Regions from separate parts of the Mus musculus genome. Here all the other regions are linked to region 1. Evidence: chromatin contacts called from public promoter capture Hi-C data. All regions are on one chromosome and are shown on one strand. The core of a region is the stretch at or near the end of the contact, and the rest is flanking DNA. Distances in the headings are between cores, read along the strand shown. Region 1 holds the start of Kcnd2 (potassium voltage-gated channel, Shal-related family, member 2). Region 2 holds the start of Cttnbp2 (cortactin binding protein 2). Region 3 holds the start of Lsm8 (LSM8 homolog, U6 small nuclear RNA associated).

Region 1 (5,012 bases), core at 1,190-3,689:
TCAGTACACTATTTCCTGAGCAAGGATCTGAATATAGATGTGTTTAACCTAAGCTTAAATCTAGGTAAGTTTAATTCTCTGCACCGTGAGTAGCTGCTTGTGAAGAACGGATTACAACGCCTTCCCAAATTGTAGATGTTATGTTTTCTAAGGCTTCTCATGAAGTTAAGTATTTATTTTATGCTTGTAAGTATTTGATCTCCCAGTGGAAAGGGTCTGCTTCAAAGTCTGTTCCATCCTTACAGGGTAGGACGATATAATGGGCTTTTAGTACCTATGCCTCCTACTTATTTGGGTGGCTTGCTTTCTTCATCTTGCCAAGGTGCCATCTTTTTTATTTGTGCTAGCTTATTTTTTTATAGCAATTGGAAGGCAACCCCCTCCTTTCAATTTGCTAGTTTTCAGCCTTGCAAGCCTTGCAAGCATCCTTCACTTGGCTAATACAAACAAACAAACAAACAGCAGGTGTCCTAAACTTCCCTGGCACATTAGCTCCAGCCTTACGACCTACCAGCCCTGGAATTCCTAACCCGGCACGGGTAACTAAGCACAGAGAGCAAACATCCATCTTGACAGTTAAACCCATATAATACAGGGGATGTTTATTCTCATTCTTTGATGATTTTTTTCTATACTTTAAGTTCATAGGTTCTCTTTGAGCATCCATTTAAAGTGGGCACATCAAGCCTAGAGTCTTTTGGAAGTCAATTTCTTTACAGCAAATCACAACCCACTTTCCTTCTAAACAAAAGACAAAGCCTTGAATAATAAATTTTTATGTAGAAGTCAGTCTGCTCTTTCTAGTGAACTCCACTTTTCAATGGTCTTAATGGTTTTGTTGATCATGCTTTGGTACTTCACATGTAATTTTTCAAAGACATTTCAATAGGAAACTCTGTACATCATATTCCATGTCCATCAGAATGCAGTCTGAAGCCTGAACAACGCGTGACATATAAACACTGAAAAGGTGGGTGGTCGCAGGAAATTTAAAGATGTTTACGTGATCAGATTCTCTGTTGAATCAGTAAATTTTTCTGATCCTTTGCCTTTCTAAAGCGGCAACCTTGGATGTAAATTTAACTTCTCGCCACTCCCGCCATCTAGTGGCCATGGTTGTTAAAAGCTTGGTTTTAAGGAAGACACTTAATGACTGGGGGCGGGGTACACGAAGACCAAAATCGGTTGGCCACTACAATTTTCCTGTCTCTCCTCACATCACTCACCCTTCACCCGGGCACCTTTTCTTTCTTCGGTCATTTTAGATATGGGCAGGGATGCGCAAAGGGCATGAAGAGACACACACTCTAAGAGACTCACGCCCCTGCACACTGACATTTAGAAAAGGGTCTAAATTCTCCTGTCATTTGCAAAGGACAGGGGGAAAGGAGTTGTGGCAAGACCTAACCAGAGGAGATTTGTGTGACTTTTCCAGCAAGTTGGACGGGTAATATATTAGCCTTAGTAACATTAATATCTGTTTTGAACATACATAATTTAAAAAAATAAATAAAGGAACGTGGGAGAGTCACTTAAAAATTCTGTCGCGGAGCTTTGCAGGTTCTGCGACCCAGTCGCCCCCCAAAGGCAACCAATTCCTTCGCGTTCCGCTCTGTTCACCCTCCTTTCCAGCTTTTCTCGAATCTTTTTTTTTTCCTTGCCCCCCTTTCCCACGCTCATCTGGAACCGGGGCTCCGGAGGCAGCAGTAAGCCACCGGTCCCCTTCCTCCTCTCTTCCATCAAACAGCCGCGGCCGAGTGCCTTGAAGCTTCCCTTTGTTCATCCAAGGCTCGCTCATCCCCGGGGTAGAACCACCTGGATGCTCTCGCTTGGTGACATTTGGCGTCGAGGCTGGTGGGTGGCTAGGGTGGAGCGAGAGGAGCCCGAGGGGGCGGGGGCGGAGAAAGGTCAAGGCGAGGGAAAGGCAGGAGACGCCTTTGCCTAACCTGCGTGGCGGGGCTTGCGTGCGGCTCTCGCTCTCTTCCCAGCTTATTTATCGATCGCACCGGCAGAGCTGCGCGCGGTGCTCGGGGGAGATGCGGGACCACCCACTGGCGGGGAAGCAGCGAGCGGCCCTCTCGCGCCCCCGCGCCGCCGAGCGCCTCCTGCCTCCGCGCCCGGACGCCAGCCCGCTCCCGCCTCGGTCCCGGCCCCACGCCGCCACCGCCCGCCCCGCAGCCCCGCAACCCCGCAGTCCCGGCGCCCCGCAGCCCCGCAGCGCCCCGACCCCGGGGACGCCGGCCGCGCAGTAAGTTGGCAGGAGCGAGTGGCCTGGGCGGCTCGCCTCCCCCGCACCTTTTTGAACTTGTTGCTGTTGGCTCTGCTCGCCTGCGCCTGGCTTTTGGGAAGGTGACAAGGAGGAGGGAGGCACGGAGGGTGGGGGAAGGGGACGGAGAGCTCGCCAGAGCTTTATTTATGCTCCCCGGGAGCCTGGGATCTGGCTGCTCGGGAGCCGCTGGCTCTGCCTTTCCCTTTCCGGGTACAAGGCGACAGCAAAGTCTCTATGCAACTCAGCCCCGGTGCGCACTTTGCCAGGTATGTACCGCGGGCGAGGCGCGTTCTGCGCGGAGGCAGATGCTGCTGCCGCCACGGCGGCGGCGGCTGCCAGCTCCCAGGCTCTATAACTGTCACACTGCACCTGAGCTGAACTTGAACAGAGAGTGAAAGGGCCCATCGGGCAAACGCTCTCGGCTAGCGCAGAGGGTGTCAGTCGTCGTTGTGGGGGGGAGAAAGAGCTCTAGACCGACGCCCCCCGCCGCGAGCCCTGCACTTCACCTCCATCTCTGCAAGCGCAGCGTGAGTACAGGCGGCCAGCGGACTCCAAGGGACGCGGGACAGCGGCTGTGACCGCATCTCCGGAGCTACAACAACAGGTCGTCTTTTTGAGACGCCTTTGGCGGGAAGGACCACTTCAGCAAAAGGGGAAGGTGAAAGGGTTCTTTCTTTTAAGAGACTACCACTGACTGGTTGACTTTCCCTGTTTCCTCTCTCCTGCTCTATATACCGACCCCATATCTACCAGACTGTATCAGGGGAGAAGCGAAGACACCTGTTTGAAGCCAGGCTGTCTCCGAAGTCACCTGTACGTTTACATGTGCCAGGACCTGCCCTGGTCCAACTGTTGGCAGAGATTTGTTTAGGCTTTATGGAGAGAGATTTTTAGGTCACTGTATTTTTTTTTTCTTAGTATTCCAAATACTTCTGTGAGGGAAACCTGACCTTCTTGAGTACTGTGACTTGACCTGCGCCACCTTGGAATAATCGTGTTCCTGTGAGCAGTGTCCCCCCAGTGTTTTGCCTGAGGTGAAGAAGTGGGGGGCACTTTCTTACTTTCATTGTGTTATTTTGGGTGACCCCCCTGCTCACTCTCGTGACCTCCACTTCCAGACAACATGGCAGCCGGTGTTGCAGCATGGCTGCCCTTTGCCAGGGCAGCCGCCATTGGGTGGATGCCTGTTGCTTCGGGGCCTATGCCTGCGCCCCCAAGACAGGAGAGAAAAAGGACTCAGGACGCTCTGATAGTGCTGAACGTGAGTGGCACCCGTTTCCAGACATGGCAAGACACCCTGGAACGATACCCAGACACTCTGCTGGGTAGTTCTGAGAGAGACTTTTTCTACCACCCAGAGACCCAACAATACTTCTTTGACCGTGACCCGGACATCTTCCGCCACATCCTCAACTTCTACCGCACGGGGAAGCTTCACTATCCCCGCCATGAGTGCATCTCGGCTTATGATGAAGAACTGGCCTTCTTTGGCCTCATCCCAGAAATTATTGGCGACTGCTGTTATGAGGAGTACAAGGACCGCAGGCGGGAGAATGCTGAGCGCCTCCAGGATGATGCAGACACTGACAATACAGGAGAGAGTGCGCTGCCCACCATGACTGCTAGGCAGAGGGTCTGGCGGGCCTTTGAGAATCCCCACACCAGCACCATGGCCCTGGTGTTCTACTATGTGACTGGGTTCTTCATTGCCGTCTCAGTCATCGCGAATGTGGTGGAAACAGTTCCATGTGGGTCTAGCCCAGGCCACATAAAAGAACTGCCTTGTGGGGAGAGGTATGCGGTGGCCTTCTTCTGCTTGGATACCGCCTGTGTCATGATCTTCACAGTTGAGTACTTGCTTCGCCTGGCCGCAGCACCTAGTCGTTACCGTTTCGTGCGCAGTGTCATGAGTATCATCGACGTGGTGGCCATCCTACCCTATTACATTGGGCTGGTGATGACAGACAATGAGGATGTCAGTGGAGCCTTTGTCACACTCCGAGTCTTTCGAGTCTTCAGGATCTTTAAGTTTTCCCGCCACTCTCAAGGGCTGCGTATACTGGGGTACACCCTGAAGAGCTGTGCATCAGAACTGGGCTTCTTGCTCTTTTCTCTCACAATGGCTATCATCATTTTCGCTACCGTTATGTTCTACGCAGAGAAGGGCTCTTCAGCAAGCAAGTTCACCAGCATCCCGGCAGCCTTCTGGTACACCATCGTCACCATGACAACACTGGGGTAGGTGCCTTTGTAGAAAACGGGATGGTGATTGGACATGGGTTGTGTTGATTATGAATCTCTTAAGGCTTCCTGATGCTTTAGAGTGACTACATTTTTTTTCCTCTGAATGGATTTAAGAAAGCACTATTTTAAAAGTTTGGAAACAAACAAATAATTTTGATCTGTGAAATGGGTATGACAAAAACGATTGAAATTACTTGGGAGTTATAGGCAAATATTAATTACTGATACCATAAAATGACAAATATAGACTTAATAGACTAATTAATAGATGTGGATGGTATGTCTTTCAACCTAAGAGCCTTGTCTAATTTTATATCATTATATAAATTATAGATTTTCATTATGAGTAATGGGTTATACTTAGAATATCAGATTGGAAACAGGTCAACTATACAAAATATAATGTTTGGAAGTCCAGGCTTGTCTCTTTTTTTTAAAGAAACATATGACTGTCATCACTAGAGTTTTCTGAAGCTATGGGTCCCATCAGTCAAAGAGT
Region 2 (5,012 bases), core at 1,120-3,619, 2.7 Mb before region 1:
GATGAAAAACAATCATGACAAACAGAATTACTGTACGTTTTCTTTAACCAAAAACAAACAAACAACAACAAAACAGCTAAGGCTGGCGATTGGGGTGGAGGAGGGGGGTGGGGGGGGTTAGGGCCTCTCATTCTAGCACTTTACGAGGAGGAGTTCATGGTAGGCTTTAGCTACATGTGATCCTGCCTCGAAATAAATAAATGAATAAATAAATAAAGACCAGTTTACTCAAGTAGCTAATGTTAAGAGCTCCTTTTTCAAGTGCAAACTTCTTGTTAAAATATATATATATATATATATATATTCCAATTTTACAGAATAAAAGGTAACATTTTTCCTTAAAGTAAACAGCTACTTTTACAAAAACAGTAAGTACTGTTATTGCAGGCTGGAAGCCTACAGGATCCCTTGGGAATCATGAAGAAGGTTCTTTCCAGATTTTTTTTTTCTTGACTTAATAAGAATCAAAAAATCCAGCTGCTAATTTATCCGCATTTGAGTTAGGCTCCTGACATTTCTAACCACTTGACAGGGAACACTGACCTTGTTGGAACAAAAGTCTTCCTGACAATGCAGTTTTGTTTATAGTCCTATACATCACACATCACAAAGCACATGCTGGAGTTGGTTTATCTTGTGCTTGAAATATCTTGCGGGCACAAAGGGGTGTTTTCTAAGTAGATTAAACAAACTATCCACCTTCCTGGGGGAGAAGAATAGAGTTCTCCCACACCTCCACTTCCCCCCTCCTCCTCATGGAGAACAGGACAGTCCATAATTTCAACTCCCAGAGGGACTTGTTTTAATAGACCCTTTCTCCCTTGTCACCGAAAGAAAGTAGCTCACAAGGGAAAGGCTTCATTTGAAATATCTTTAAAGTTCTTATTAGCAAAGAATGGAAAACTCAATTTCCCCCAAAAGCTCCCCAAGCCCAGATTCTTCCACTTTCACGATGGGGATTAGTGGTGCCCCTTCCCCTCCCCTCCTCTCGTGTTCTGCCTTTTGCAGCTATCAACCCAAGTACCTTCCTCCACATCTTTTTTTTTTTTTTTTTTTTTTCGTTCCAAGCCAGAGGTGGGAGGAAATTCAACAGCTCAGGTTGTTTACATCTGTTCCTGCCCTCTGCTGCCCAGACCCGGATTTGGATCTGGAGGTGGAAGACACTGAGGGGTTGTCCATGCGATACTCAGCTCACTCAGTCCCACTCCTCCAAAAGAGCTGTTGGATTTGGCCAAGAGTGGGAGGCGCTCCCAGACCTGTCTTTCTTTGCAGGTCTTTGCAGCTTTAGCAAGAGCTGCTTCCTCAACCTGCAAATATTTTCCAACCTGGCTTTGTGGGTCAAGACCCCACAGCAGGGTAAGAAGAGAATGTCTGTGCATGCAGACATTTAGAGTATCAAAGAAGGGAGCAGGTACGAGCCTAAGCAAGTCAAGGCGCCAGGGAAAGGGAACAATGTTTTGACACCGGGTTCAGAAAACCCAGTTCAATCCCGCTTTAGCTAGGGAAGAAGGTCCCTACAGATGACTGAGCGAGTGGCAGTCAGCTAGTACCCAAAGTGCAGGCGCTACGGGGCCTCTCTCACCAGTCTCCCCAAGACACATGAGCCCCCCCCCCCCCCACACACACACACAAAGAGCATCCCCACACCTGCCTAGCGATGGTTCACCTTCCCGCCTCTGCTACCCCAGGTCCCCTGAGAGGTGTCAGGCACCCCGAGACTGGCGTTCGCTCCGCACCCCGGAGAGGTGAACAATGGAGACTGAGATACCCCGCGAGTGAGCAAAGGGGTCACCAGGGACGCGTGTGGTGTCCAGAAGGACCGACAGGCCCCTAGTACCCGGGGGTGGGGGCTGGCGTTTCCCCACTTGAGCCCGCTTCTGGCCCTGGGGACACTACGGGGAAGGGACACACGAAGGGCACACCCCGGGGAAGGAATGGGTAATCAAGGGAAGAGGAACAGGAGAGAGGGGATATCCTGGAGAAGGAAGGGAAACCCTTGGGAAGGGAGACCTCGGGGAGTTAAAGGAGCACCCTAGAGAAAGACAAGGCATCCCAGGAAAGGACCGGGCACCCCTAGGGGAGTGTCCAGTGGGGACCCTGGCACCAACCCCAGCCCGCGTCTACGCGGTTCCCCGCGCCCAGGGAACTCGGTTACCGCCGCCTCCGCCGTGGCCCCCTCCGTGTCACCCGGGGTGCGGGACAAGTCGGGCTCGCAGCTCGCGCTGTCCGTCGCCATCTTCCTGCTCTAGCGGATCCGAATGCGAGCTCGGAGCGGCGGCGGGGTTCAGCTCTCTCGGCGCGGGCGGTACTTAACCCGCTGCTGGCTGTGGCCGCCGCGCTCTCAGCCCGGGAGCTCGGCCGCCCCCTCCCGCCTCTCCGCGCCGCCCCTGCCGCTTAACCCTGTGCGCGCTGGAGACGCGGCGCCCCGCCCACCCGCTAGCCCAGTCGCTCCCACGGGACCAAGAACCAGCACCAGAGATGCGCGGCCTCGCGCTGGTGTCGAGGGGACCAAACACCGGGGGATGCAAAAGAAAGCAAGCTTCCTCCCTCGAGGCGACGGGCTGGCCAAAATCTTTGCTTAGACAGTGGGGCACAAGCCGATCTGGAGGCCAGACTCCTGGATGTGAAATAAATCTAAAATTGAGCAACTGTCCCTCACTTCCACTAGCTCCAATGAGGTGCCTTCCTTAATATTTGCCAGCCCCTGTCGCCTGGACACGTCTATCCTCTTGGTTTGTACACCCGGCTTTGTTTTATCGCATCTTCGATGCTAGTTCTCTCTCAAACCATCAACTGAAAGTCTGAACTCACAGCTAAAAGTCCCTGTCCAGCTGTTTTTAGCGCCCTTCCTCCGCAGGTACCTATCTGCTCGGGTTTCTTTTCAAAGAAGGTGGAATCTCCCACCACCACCCGCCCCAAGCCTGAGGTCTGTTCTGAAAAACCACCAGGTATCCAGTAATGTCTTACTACTTTTGAGAGAACAGGAGTTTCTTTCGTACAGATGAGAACACAAGGATACACACACAGACCTTTGTCAAAAATGATCATATGGAAATGCATGGCTGGAGTTTATATGAATGAGTTAGGCCCAAGCAATTAATCTCCTCTTCTCCTGCCTCTAATTCTGTTCTCATCCTTTCCTGCCAAGTCCCAGAATCTGAAAATCTATCACCTTATTGAGACCTTATGGCAAAGACCTCCCCAAATCTCCAGATCTCTAACATTTTTTTTTTTTTTAAATTTTGTTCATTGAAAGCACATAATCAAATGGAGGCATTCAAACTCTGTCTCCCTGAAGCCAAATCAACGCACCATCCAATCCCACGCTTGATATTCTGGAAGGTGGGTGACTGGAATGTTCAGTACATGGAGTATAGCCTTGAAAACAAGCAAGCAAGCAAGCAAACAAACAAACAAACAAAATGACTAAACAACAAGATCCCAGCCTGCTCTCATTGACAGGACCTGACACCTTAACTGTTCATTTTCCGAACTGGATCCGAATATTGTCAGAAATCAAAGAAAATATTTTCTACAAAGACGTTGAAAGGAATCGGTCAACAAAATCTAGAAAGTTCCCCCTAGAAAGAGCAGTCCAGGAAACACACCTGGAGCCCCGAGGTTAAGGGTCAGAGCTTAGGAACCACCTGCAAGTTACCCAGGCACAGAGTTTCCTTTGTTTACTGTTGGCTGATTTCCTCTGCCTGTGGCTTGTACTCTGTCTTGGTCATCACACCACTTGCTTTCATTTAGTCAACTGCTCTCTTGAAATTACCCAATATGAGACTATCTAGACTTCTAAGGCGAAAGGAAAGCACGTGACTGTAAAAGATTTTGAACTGATCGTAAATAGTTAAGATTAAAAGCAAGGATATTTCCTGATTTTGTTTTTATTTTTAAAAAATTGTTTTTGTACATTAGTTTTCTTAATACCGATGCTGAATTATTACTCTAAAAATTACCTGGCATACTTCTAAGGAGAGGCAGGAGGAAAAAAATAATATATTTCATTTAGGAATTAAGGAGAGGTATCTAAAACCCCTTATTGCTCGGAAGTAGATATGTTCTTAGGCTTGCAGCTCAATTTTTAAATGCCTCATTTATTTGAAGATATTTTATAATAACGTTAAAAATTTAACTGCATCATTGGAAAGAAACAGCTTGGTTTCATTCTAAATAAAACCCAAACAGATACGTGTCAAAAAAAGGAGTCAATTCCTGTATTTTTCCCCCTCTTGCTTATGTGTATGTATGTAAATGGAAAAAAAAAACCCTACAGGCATAAAAACCAAAGTAGAGCACATGTTTTAACTGTCAAAACCCAGGATATGGGAAAGAGAAGCCTTTGCTTCTATCCTAAAACTGTCATTGCTATGAACTGACTGAACATCCTGCAGTTGCAGCAAAGGAGGAGGGGTTAACTCCCACTCCAGTGGTCTGGCCTGGAGCTGCCTCTCTACTGGAGGACACTTGCTTTAATTTCTCTCCATAGCTCCCAGTAGCTTCCAAGGCTATTGTAAATTAACTCCTTCTACCCAAAGCCAGTCTCTATTGCAGTTAAAGCAAACAGATCTGAAAGGACAATGACTTGGTCACTCCAGAATACAACTCTTTTGACACTTGATTAAACTGCTCAGTAATCATAACCTTGAAAGACACTCCAGGGACAGAATGAAAAATTCTGAAAGGCAGGCAGGTAGAAGAAAGAAGCTGGAACCAGAAGAGGGTGGGTGGGTGGGTGGGGGTGGGGGGAATTGCTATTGTAGAGAGGAACCAGGTTCTTCACCCATAGATTCCGATTTGTATGAAAATGGAAGGAGAGATACTGAATATATTGGGGAGAAAAACATCCAAGCCTTAATATTTGGATTAATTTTTCTTTGTAAATAGATGGTATATTCCTGACAAAGTAACCTGAGGTTTATTGTTTAGCAAACTGTGGGAGAGAGGGAGAGAGGAGAGAGGGAGAGAGGGAGAGAGGGAGAGAGGAGAGAGGAGAGAGGAGAGAGGGA
Region 3 (5,012 bases), core at 646-3,145, 2.4 Mb before region 1:
ACAACCAGCCAAGCCAAACGCTATTTCCTGACGGGGTCGGATTCCACATCGACTCCCTTCCTCCTGAAAAACAATTTGCCTGACGGCGGCGATTAGTGACAAGTCAAAAGCACCCTTAGGTGGCCAGCCTACTCCAAACGTTGGCCACTCGGAGGCGCAAAAGGTCTGCCACTGACCCTTTCTGACCTCCACCGACTGGTTGTGGGCTCTGACCCGCACCTCCTTCCAATGCTCCAGAGTCAGAGAAAGGGGAGTGAACACAGATTGTCCCATTTCTAGAAAAACAGTAGTCACAACAAGAGCGGACACGAGACTAAGACAAAAAAAAAGAAACCAGAAGAATCAGATGGCCTCTCCAAGGCCGGCCAATTGAGACCCTCTGCACGAGGTGGGACTCGAACCCACGATCCCGTGACCAGACGCGAGGTGGGACTCGAACCCACGGTCTCGCAACAAGGTGCGAGGTGGGACTCAAACCCACGATCTCGCAACAAAACACGAGGTGGGACTCGAACCCACGATCTCGCAACTGGGCACGAGGTGGGACTCGAACCCACGATCTCGCAACCCCAAATGGTCTCTTGGCCTTCAGAGGGGTCCACCAGGCGTCCCTGATCCTCCCCTGTTCCTCCTAGGACGTCTCCCAGGGTGAACGGACGGTGGACACCTGGACACGTCTATCCTTATCCACCCCGCACTCCCTCTCGGAGTGCGGTCTCACTGAGCATCCGCAAAACTGAAACTGCGATCGCACCAAACTTAGAAACAGAACACAGACATCAGAACACAGACATCAGACCAAAGCAGAACAAAGAATCTTACCTCTAAGTGGGTCTAGGACCTCTGGGTGGTCGCGCTGTTTCCCGGCCAATGCACCAAATGAAAGACCCTCGAAGGGAGACCCTCCCTCAGACACTTAAGTCCCGGGACAGCCGCGTACCCAAGAAGACACTGAGACCATACATAAAATGTAGAAGGTAAGATTTAATAAAGTAGCAACAACATGAAAGCACACAGACCAGAGCTCTGGGGTCGAAATAAAGCAGCAACAGAAAGCACACAGAGCTCTGGGGTCGAAACTCATACACCTTTGCACAGGGTAGAGGAGTCTCGACGGTCAGCCAAAATTTTTCACAGGCTTATATAGTAAAACTCAAAGGGGGAGAACTGGGCAGGGAAAGTACAAGTTTACATCACTAGGGAGTTCTGCCAAAGGAATCTATGTAACTAAGGAGTCATGTCCTATCAAGGAACCTACGTAACTAAGGAGTACCTGGTTCATTTTGAGGTTGTTCCAGGAAGCCTTTATCTCAAAAATGTTTTCTAGATGGGAGGGGGTGGGCTCCGAGGTAAAAAGTTCATGTTCTTACAAGAGGCCAGTAATTTTTCATTCTTCAACACTAACATTCTGTATACAGTTGGATTCTCCGAAAATGCACATCATGGAGCTACAATATGCTCCCTTTGTACTGGGCTATTTGGCTTTTTAAACTTTTCTGGCTCACGCGTGAGAAAGCTAGAACTCCCTCCACCCTGCATCTATGTCGCCTATGAGAACAAAGAATCTCTCTCCTTCAGTAGCCAATGCTACCATCTTCATGTCGTGTGTCTTCCGGCAGAAAGTGTCTTCCCACACTACCTTTAGTAACTACCACAGTGTCTTCCCGTCCGCTAGAGCCTCCTTCCAGGCTCTCCTTCCAGCCCACCTTCAGTGACCTCTCCATAAACTGCCTGTCCCCGCCTTGGTCTCGGCGTGCGAGCGCCGCCCAGAAGCCCGGCGGAAACACACTGCGCATGCCCACTAGTCAGCCCCGCCCGGCTTCCTGTTTGGCCGGCTCCTTTCCGTCCCTGATTCGTCGCCGCTGAGGCCTCAGAGTCTCGCGGTCTTTGCGTTCGCCAGCGGGCGCGAAGCTGTCCGGGTTTCTGTCGGGCGGTGTTTTGTCTCCTCGTTGCCGAGCCCTCGCAGATTCCCGGGACCTCCGGGCCCAGCAGCATGACGTCTGCTTTGGAGAACTACATCAACCGTATCCTCCGGCGGGCTGCTGCGACCGCTCAGGCGGCGGCGGGGGCGGGAGGGAGCACGGGAGGCCCGGAGTGGTGGGCGGTGGGCGGAGGACCCGGGGTCGGGGTTCGTGGAGGGAGCTCCCGGCCGGCCTCGGGGCTTTTTGCACCCACAGCACAGATCTCGGTGTAGTTCGAACTTCTCTGCACACGGCCTTTGATCGTGTGTCCCAACATCCGGAATAAGATGCACTGTTTTCCTAAGAACTCTGCGTTTGCAGGTCCCCCAAGCAGAGATAGCATACAACAGATAGATGCTTCTCAGATTTGGGCTTCAGGTCCCATACCTCTGCTTGAAATCTTGTCATGGTGTTTAGAGAGTGGCGAGTAGCTTTTAAAAGCCCGGTTGAATTTTTTAAGTTAGAATTGCTGTTCTAAAGTCGGGGCAAAACCTAAGACACATAGTTAAATACAGAGAGCTTTTAATGATACAAGAATTATTGGTACTTGATGGCATTAATTATGACAGAGTCTTGGATGAGAAGGTCCTTTACTTGCATAAAGTAATTCAACATTAATTAGCACTCACCTAGTTTTTATTTTAAAGCTTAAGAAATGAGTCTGCCTGACTCAGTGTCATAGGTTGGAAACACTGCTGTTTAAACCAGAGTCAAGCGGTCACATACCCTTCTCCCATGTGATGAACTGTTTTCGAGGTACAATTGAAACAAGTTTAAAAACTTCAGTTTTCTCCCTCAAGAGCAGTGGCAGTGTGGAATCTTGATTCTGTCTCTTCTTTCCTTTTTAAGTAATTGGAACTCTTTCCAGGCTGAAAGTTTTCAGGTTGTATTCTTTAAGAAATACGTTCCTTGACTCGGTTCTCAGGGACTGTGGCTGTTATTACTTCTGATGGCAGAATGATTGTGGTGAGTGACATTTCCGTTTTTCTCTTTCCTTAGGCTTATTGATTGCAAATTTGAGGTAACATTTCTGGCCTAGTGTTCAGGCACCACAGCACACCTAGTTCACTGCTCTTATGATTCACCCATTGATTCATCCATTTAACCTTAGTCTCTTGGCTACCTGTACAGATTCTCTAATCAACCTTGAAGGCCTCTGATCTGAAATGGAGAGCTGTGCAATAGCTGATTGGTTTTCTTCTTGTGTCTCTTCCTTATGCCATTAGAGACCTTAAACGATTTACATATTATGTGTATGCCCCAATAAATTGCTTATCGACGAGGTGATTTAATCTGAGAAGTGTGTCTTCAGTGATTTCATTGTTCTTCCAAAAATAATAAATGGTTTTGGAAACTTCAAGTTAGCTATGACTTCACTGGTGGTACAATCTTTGGGACCATTGCCTTGTCTATCATCTTTGATTGAAATATTTCCTGTATGAAATTTAATCCCATGTTATCCCATTCTGTGATTTTTTTTTTAAGATTTATTTTTGCTCATGTTTGTTCATGTATGTTTGTGTGAATATCTGCTGTATGTGTGGGGGTACACTACACAAGAAGGCCAGAAGAACTAGAGTTGCAGGTCTTTGTGAGCCACAATGTATGGGTGCTTTGGAGATCAGTATGTACTCTTAACCACTGAGCCATCAGAGCTCCTTAATTTTATTAATCCTTTTATTGTTTTTCATAGGCCATACCAGTCAAAGTGACAAAGACTAAATGCATATCATGTGCTAAGTATCTTGTGTGTTATTTAGTCTGACATACAGCCTTGTGAAGAATTACCACTAAGCCTCATGTTTAAATATCTTGTTTCTGTTACAAAAGGTTTACAGAGGGAAAGCGGAACAAAAGTATTGACATTGATTAGTTCTATCTTATCACAAAGTCGCCTGATAAAATATTTGTGTATAAAATGAAGGTGAGAGGACTTTTCTGGGGTTTTATGATAACTACTGTTTACCAACTACTATAGTAAATAGTCTAAGTTTTTCTTTCCAGTTTCTAGACTCCAAGTTTCTATTTATTCTGATTCTATATAGTTATTTGGATCATAAGTTTAATGGCTGACCCAAGAGATTACCCAGTCAAATCCAAAATAAGCAATTTCTTCAGAAACTTGAATAGCATCTGTAATACTATATTTTCCTAGAACCATACAGTTTTTCCTGCGTATTTCCTTCAGCTTAAGTTTCTGATTATTTCAGTTCTAATATGTCTACTGTAATATTGAGAGAATTCAGTTTGACATACACACAAGACACAGTGTTGGCAGCAAGGAGATATGAAATATTAACTGTAAGTATCACCTAGTTTACAGTAACACTGTTTACAACAAAGGAGTGTAGTTACTTTGTAATCTGGCTCTGGAGCTGTTTACCATCCATGAAATCAATCTTGAGCCATTTTTTCCTGGAGCATCAGCTGCTTTATTTGAAGTGGGCAAAACAAATGCTGACTGGAAAGATGAAGGAAAGTAGAGGTGATTCATGGAGTGTATTTCTTCAGTCCAGGACCTTTCTGGAAGAAGCAATATACAGTGATCTTTTGCACTGATGGTTTGTGGTTCACCTTATTAACTTAAAAAAAAAATCATTTCCCCTTAAATCTGTCCTGTTTTGGTTCATTCTTAAGTGCTAGTTCCTAGACCGTGTGAGGTCACTTACTTTAAGAATACTGGTGCCTGCCTGTCCCTTGCAACTCCCAACAACTCTACAACAGTGAGATTGATGGTACAGGTTTTCCCCATCATAAAACAAGTAGGAGGATAAGCTCTGTGTCGTGGAATACTTCTGGACTACAGAAGATAGTTTATCTTCTTTTGGACAGAAAGGAAGACATAAGTACTTGGCTGACAACTGAAATGGTTTGATTTATATATTCAGGACCACATTATTTTTTGTTTTCTTTTTCTTTTTTTTTTTCTTTTCAGGGAACACTAAAAGGTTTTGACCAGACCATTAACTTGATTTTGGATGAAAGCCATGAGCGGGTGTTCAGCTCTTCACAGGGAGTAGAACAAGTGGTGTTGGGGTTATACATTGTGAG

What was found. Promoter capture Hi-C pulls out the DNA fragments that hold promoters and counts their contacts.
Region 2: a promoter capture Hi-C map of liver shows a contact between it and region 1, with 9 times the contacts expected there. The contact joins the promoter of Cttnbp2 here to the promoter of Kcnd2 in region 1. A contact is called at or near these places in 4 of 39 promoter capture datasets (cranial neural crest, frontonasal cranial neural crest, hippocampal neurons and 1 more).
Region 3: a promoter capture Hi-C map of cranial neural crest shows a contact between it and region 1. The contact joins the promoter of Lsm8 here to the promoter of Kcnd2 in region 1. A contact is called at or near these places in 4 of 39 promoter capture datasets (cranial neural crest, frontonasal cranial neural crest, hippocampal neurons and 1 more).

What each region holds. Positions count from the first base shown.
Region 1 is chr6:21,212,907-21,217,918 of GRCm38.p6, forward strand. Kcnd2 (potassium voltage-gated channel, Shal-related family, member 2) reads left to right here and starts at 2,440. Exons shown (of 6, transcript NM_019697.4): 1 at 2,440-4,507. The coding sequence starts at 3,393.
Region 2 is chr6:18,512,500-18,517,511 of GRCm38.p6, forward strand. Cttnbp2 (cortactin binding protein 2) reads right to left here and starts at 2,370. Exons shown (of 23, transcript NM_080285.2): 1 at 2,156-2,370. The coding sequence starts at 2,236.
Region 3 is chr6:18,846,740-18,851,751 of GRCm38.p6, forward strand. It overlaps Lsm8 (LSM8 homolog, U6 small nuclear RNA associated), which reads left to right and starts at 1,896. Exons shown (of 4, transcript NM_133939.1): 1 at 1,896-2,024; 2 at 2,887-2,927; 3 at 4,897-5,012. The coding sequence starts at 1,994.